Regions from separate parts of the Sus scrofa genome. Here region 1 is linked to region 2. Evidence: chromatin contacts called from public HiChIP or PLAC-seq data. All regions are on one chromosome and are shown on one strand. The core of a region is the stretch at or near the end of the contact, and the rest is flanking DNA. Distances in the headings are between cores, read along the strand shown. Region 1 has its middle 45 kb from the start of XKR5. Region 2 overlaps MCPH1 (microcephalin).

Region 1 (3,217 bases), core at 589-3,088, 210 kb after region 2:
TTCTTTTCCTTCAAATCGCTGGCAGTGGTGCCTTGGGGGCTGGCCTGATGGCTCCACTGTGTAGCTGGCCAGCCTCTGCCTGGTCGCAGCCTTGAACCATCCATGCTCTTAGGAGCCAGCTCACCATCTTCGGCAAAGGCACTTTGCATTCGTATTAGGTCAGGAAATCAGCTTACTTGAGCCAGTGAAATACAGACTTTATCCATCCGGACGGAGTGATTTCACTTAGTTCCCATGAGTATGAACAAGGCCACACAATCTGTTTCACCTCAAAAGAAGAGCTGTGTTTTAGGAACCAAATCCCACACTTTCAGTCCTAGAGCAATAGAGGCCCTGGAAAAGGACCTTTTAAAAGTGTTGTGATCCTGCTCTATTTTTATGTTACAATTCAAACTTACATAACATTTCTGCTTATCGGTAATGGATTTTTGCTGCAGAATTGTATCAGTGTCCCAGATGAAACACACCAATTAAATCATCATAACAAGATGGAAATAATAATTAAGGGAAATTTTACCTGATTTTCCAGAACCAGAGTAAACCATTTCAAGTAATCCCTCTGAAGAGCTGGGTAATATCAGTTGGGGGGGTGTGTGTGTGTGTGTGTGTGTGTGTGTGCACATGCACACACATTCCCACAGGATACAATTGGCCTAATTTTCAATGGGGTGCAGGTAAAACTTTTGAGACATGTTCTCATGCCAAATTGCTGTTTTCTTCTACTTATTAAAGTGCAATTTAGATCAGTTCCATGTCTTATTAGTTTTTTTAACAGTCCTAAAGTTGGAGCCTACTTCTAATTAGATCAAAATAATGTAAGTTGTATAACTTACTTTGAATGTCATGGGTATGTTCTACATTTAAGTTTTAAGAAGCAGTAGTACCGTGGGAATTATGTTGATTATATGTGATTTGAAGAAGTCAAAATGAACTGCGTTAAGATCATTTGAACATCATGTTTCTTATAACTATCCTTGTATTCTTTTCACAAGAGGTCTATAAAATATTTGTTTAAAAGTGTTTTTTTGTATCAAAATACTCGGACAATTAGAAGCTTCTTTTTAACATGTATTGATATGACTTGAATTATTATTTTCTAGAATTAAGAGCCCTATATCTACCTGTAAATCTTTTTGCATAATATCAGTTTAAGCTTTTGTTTCTGTTATTCTTGATTTACAGCTTAGTTATCCCTTGGTTTTTCTTTCAAAGGAAGCAATCAATGTGCATGCTTTTATGTTTTTCACAAGAGGGTGTGTTTGGATGAAAGTAAAAGAAAAAAATAAAATCTTTCATTGTCTCTAATGTCTGCTATTTAACATTTCACGACCCCAAAATTTACCAACAGTCTCCTATTACATAGAATAGGCTTCATGGTTCACCCTGCATTCCAAGTATATAAAACTACAATAGTTTTTCTTCAATATTGAGCAAGTGTTTTAAGAAGTACATGAAAATCTTCAAAAGTGTGAAGCAATGTATTAGTTTTTCTATTTAAACTCATCTCCGTGTCAGATGCCTCTAATTATCCCCAGTGGTGAGTAAAATGTGACTGAATAATCTTCACCTCGCACATACTAGTGATTTCTTGTATATGTTTCATTTCCATGTGATTTTTTTTTTTTTCATTTAAAGCGGTATCGATTTTCCTTTATATCCAGATTACATAAACCTCTTGTTTTGTAATATTACATGGTTTATACTTACATTCACCGAATAGATTTATGTCAGTAAGTTGATTTAAATAAATTGACCATTGCCCCTTTCTTCTAACCTGTCTCCCAGCTAAAGTGGGGGCCACCACCCAGCTCTCGGAGGGCGAGGATCCCAGACCATTGAGTGGGCGCCATCTAGTGGTGAACGGAGAAATGACTGGCTGCTAGAGGCTGAGGCTGAGGCTGTGCCTGGACAGAAGGACTGGGCCCGAATCCAGATATTTAATGTGATGAATTTAAATAGGAAGATTCCGCAAGGAAAAACCACAGCAGTAACAGCAAGACATCCCGTAACACGAAGGGAAGGGATGCTGTAGCTGCCCTGCGGCCAGGCCCAGGTCTTAGGTTCTCTCCTAGGCCCCGGCTTGTTCGGTTATGCACCTTGCTTCCCACCTGCTTCCCAACTTTAAGAGGACAGGCCTGAACTTCTCCATCCACTCTGCCTTCTGTAGGAGAATAGCTCCCCAGAGCTTACAGCTGGTATTAGTCACCCCTGTGTGAAATAAAATTCAGATTTTATGGCAATGCAAGAAAAACAACAAAGTCTTCTCTGCCCTTTGGCCTCCTCGCAGTGTGGTGTATCTGCATTGTGCATCCACCAAACCTCCCCATCGGCAGAAATGCTGAAACTGAGCAGGGACCTGTGGGGCTCCTGGGCACACAAGCATTTCTGTGTCCCCCATTTCTTGTTTGGGGGCAATGGGCTTCAGAATTCCATGAATTTATCTGAGTTCCAAAAAAGTTCAAACAGTTGCTAATCAGGGAAGGGAGGGGATGCAGAGACCAGGGAGGAGAAGTCGAGAGACAATAGTGCAGCCTGGGGGCAGGGTCCTGGTCCCTCCTCAAGGAATATAGATAATGTCTTTGAATTCTTCAACCCCCAACAAATGGAAGATGTTAATGAAGTGGTTGTTTTTTTTTTTTTGTCTTTTTGCTATTTCTTGGGTTGCTCCTATGGCATATGGAGGTTCCCAGGCTAGGGGTCGAATCGGAGCTGTAGCCACTGGCCTACACCGCAGCTCACGGCAACGCGGATCGTTAACCCGCTGAGCAAGGGCAGGGACCGAACCCGCAACCTCATGGTTCCTAGTCAGATTCGTTAACCACTGCACCACGACGGGAACTCCATGAAGTGGTCTTCATTCCAGAAAGAAGGATCACCACCTTTGAAAAACACTGAAAACTTGCTGTCTACACTGATCTTTATCTGCAGCCCTATTTTTCTCCCCCACACTATAAAAACCATCTCCCAGTCTCTTCCAAGAGGGGCATAGTCTTCAGGGCCTTAGCCTGCTGTGACCCTCCTTTGCCTGGCAAAGCAATAAAGCTATTTTTTTTTTTTTTTCTCCTTCACCCAAAACTTTGTCTCTGTGTTTCTATTCTATACCAGTGAGCAGAGGCTGGGTTTTAGCAACAATACCTGCTCAGCCATGAAGAGCAATGTCCTCCCCAGCATCAGTAAGACCACTCCTTAAAGATAAACTTTCTTCTTGATCTTATAA
Region 2 (3,445 bases), core at 873-3,372:
CCCATCAGTGGGCACCCCAACCCAAGAGTCAGACCTGGAAATCAGTTGCATGTGGTGGCAGCTGTGTACCCCCTCAACTACGTTCTCCTTCATCGGCAGCTCACATTGAGCTCTGTAGGATTTTTAAAGGACGTGGATCTTTTTTTAACTCCCCAGGGGTGCTGCAGTTCTCCCCAAGAGCAGGCTCTGTGCCCTGATCATCCCTGCCTCCCTCACGGCACCTCATCCAGCCCTGTGCCGTCCCTCACATTGTGTGCAGGCCCATCAGGAACAAGGCATTGTCACCACTTCAGCAGTGCTGGTTAGGCTTGTGTGTGATGGCAGGAAGAGCAAGGTGACAGGTGTCACATAGCCACGGGACAGAGGAGCCAGGACTCCATGTACAGTCTTTGTAACCCTGACCCCACATTAGCGAGGAAGTCAAGTTCCAGGTTGGACTGGGGGAATTTCATGAATTCAGACCTATGCGACAGGGAAATGTGGTTCTAGAAGACCTGAGTATCCTTAGAGAATTACTCTTACAGGGACTAATGAGTATAAAGCTACGGTTCCACTCTGGGCTTCAGAGGCTGCTGGTCCTCCCTGGGTGGTGCACTTGGGTCATTTAGGGCAGCAGGTGTTGCAGTGAAGGACACGGGCCCTGGATATGTTACCATTTGTCTGGCTTGATGCCTGTCTTTCCACATACCATTCCGCTCTTTGGCCACGTTGCCTGGAACTCCAGTTTACCAACTGAAACATGGACAATGATGGTCTCTGCCTTATAGGCTTTTTGTAACAATTAAAATAGGATGTTTCATGGAACAGACCTGGAATTATTTAGCAAATGTGCTATATGCAAATGTTAATTATTATTTAAATCTTAATTGTTAGTTTTAACGACTGCCGCCTCCCTAATCTCAATGGATAAGACCACTGGTCAGCCAGTCATGCCCACCAAACCTAAGGAATCCTGCTCCTGGGGACCACAGCCCTGGGGCCTGGTGCGTGGGAGGAGGCAGTGATATCAGCCAAGGTGATAATGGCACATCTGGTTCATTCACCGGAAGCTCCCAGGGTGCCAGGCATGGTGCTGGCATGTCCTTTCACTGTCTCCCAGCATTTCTGCCAGGGAGACATGATGATCATTTACACTCGTAGAAGCTTAGACTTCAGAGATTTGAGGGCTTATGTGGGGCCACTTGGTGACTCAGTGACAGATGATGCTTAAACCCAGATTCCTCCTGGTGCCCAGCCTGCACTGGCTCCAGCATGGCCCTCAGCCTCCAGGTACAGGAACTGCAGGGTGGTGACAACAGGGGTCATTATAGAATTTGGCTAATGGGCCTGCACAGAACAGCAAGGTAGAAAGACCAAGGTGTTCCTGAAGTTTCAAGAGGAAGGGACTGAGGTGATAAGAGAAACAAGAAGAGACAGAAGGTGACAGATACTGTAGATGCGTTAATTGTCCTTGTACCCTCCCTGCAGAGGCTGGGGATGAATCAGATAGAACAGAGTTAGTAGCAGAGCTCTCACCTCATGGCCAGTTTTATAGATTCAGCTTCCAAGTGACAAAAAAAAAAAAAAATTACCCTTGCAACATAACAAATATGTAGACACATACCTACACATGTATATATGCACAAACATGTGCATAGCCACTATGTAGTTATAAGGTACTTGGGATGTGTCATCTAAAAATAAGAGCTGACACCATTCATGCAGCTGTTTAACAAGAGCTTCCTCTGAGCCTGGAGCCACCCCTGGTGGCTGGTCCAAGTGTCTTGTGGGAGCAGGTGGGAGGCAGTGAACCCAGATAGGGACGGGGATGCTCCAACCAGGCACCCCTTGGCTTCGTGACCTCAGGCAACTTACCTCCTCTCCATGTCTTCAGTTTCCCATATCAAAAAAGGAGGAATAATAATAGGCCTGCTTCCTAGTTTTAGGGGGACTTAAAGTTAATATTTATAAAACATTTAGAGCAGAGGTTGGCACCTGGCAGGCGCTCAGTACTTACTAACTGATGCGGGTGTGACTGAGCTGGGGGACAGGAGAGCTTCCTTGAAGTCTGGACAGCTGAGCCAAAATCTGGACGACAAGGAGAAGTTGTCCTGACTGGGAAGGAGCTGACTCACCGTTCAGTGGAGCGAGGGTGTTGAAAGGCTCTGTGGCAGGAGGCAGCTGGCGTGTGACTGATGTGGGAGAACACAGAGGGGGAGGGGGGATGCAGATTTGGCCGCAGGTAAAAGTAGGTGCCTGTCCATGGAAGGTCTTGTCAAGTACTTAGGAGTTTGGGGTTTTGCTCAGTAAGGGGAAGCTGTTGGAGGGTTTTAAGAGTATGTGTGTGCAGAAGCAACCAGAAACAAGAGTCTTGCCACATGCCTCTGTTGTTGTGGTCGAGTCACCCAACGGGAGGCAGTAGTGATGACAGCTCAGAGCAGGGTAATATTGGAGGCAGGCATTTGGGGAAGCCCTCCTGAGTCCTGGAGACTTGCACCACCTTGATGGTGGGGTTACCCAGGTGGATGCATGTGTAAAGTCTCAGGCTGTGACATAAGATGTACTTTATGCACTTATGCATTTAATACTTCGAATTAAAAAAAGGAAAATGTGAGTATGAGGACGACACAGGGTGTGTGGCCAACTCATTTGGTGAGGCATTCAGTCACCCAGGAAAGAAATGACTGCAGCTTGGCAGGATGTGCTGGTGGCACTGAAGACGAGTTGATGGACCGGGAATGGTATTCGGGAGGCATCTGAACCCACAAGACTCGGTGATGAACTGGAGGCCGAAGGTGAAAGGATGCAAAGTTGGGGATGGTCCCTTATTGGTGGCTGGTTCCTGTTCTGAGGTTCTGAAAGCAGCATGATGTAATTATCAAGAGCATTGCCTACTTAGGTTAGAATCTAAGGAGCTATCACTTCCTAGTTATGTGGCCTTGTACCCTCTCTGCCTTATTTCTATCTGTGAACTCCAAATTGTGACAGTGTATCTTCTGTATGGTCGTTGCAAGGATTCAACTAGTTCGTTCCCATCCAGTGCTTAGAAGGGCTATGCTCAGTGGGTTCTGGGTAACTGTTAGCTCTTACCCAGTGGGACCAGGCTTGGGAATGAAGAGCTAAGTTTTAGACATGTTGAGTGTAAGGCATCCAAAAAGAGAGGCAGGTGGATGGGCAGCTAGTAGGGTGGCCCCAGAGCTCGGGGAGTCACTAAAGACAGGTGACTCGTTGGTCATCTGTTGCTGGGAGGGCTCCAAGGGCCTGGGGTGTGAGCTCACACGTGAGGACAGAGGGCTGGGAGATAGCATTGGGGTCTAGTGGCCCTGTAGGGAGGACAAACCCAGAAGAGAGGGGTTGAAGGCAAGAATCAGAGATGACAAGTCCCAGGGCCAAGGGGACATGATGTTCAAAGAGGGGAGGGGACATCGTTAACAGTGTCATTAGCTGCTGAGAATTCAGCCAGGGT

Evidence for each region. HiChIP or PLAC-seq counts read pairs in DNA pulled down with a chosen protein or histone mark.
Region 1: a contact with region 2 is called in an H3K27ac HiChIP or PLAC-seq map of alveolar macrophages. The contact joins two enhancer-like sites. A contact is called at or near these places in 2 of 2 datasets of contacts at active chromatin or transcription factors (alveolar macrophages and skeletal muscle).

What each region holds. Positions count from the first base shown.
Region 1 is chr15:37,852,168-37,855,384 of Sscrofa11.1, forward strand. It overlaps a transcript of AGPAT5 not described here. Among named protein-coding and RNA genes, the nearest start is that of XKR5, 45 kb to the right of the region's middle. Within about 2 kb of position 1,839, at least 5 of the 83 cell types and tissues checked have an H3K27ac peak or open chromatin away from gene starts, as enhancers often do. A contact at or near this core is called in alveolar macrophages, where this site is marked.
Region 2 is chr15:37,638,634-37,642,078 of Sscrofa11.1, forward strand. All of the region lies in intron 12 of MCPH1 (microcephalin), which reads left to right. Among named protein-coding and RNA genes, the nearest start is that of ANGPT2, 46 kb to the left of the region's middle. Within about 2 kb of position 2,123, at least 2 of the 83 cell types and tissues checked have an H3K27ac peak or open chromatin away from gene starts, as enhancers often do. A contact at or near this core is called in alveolar macrophages, where this site is marked.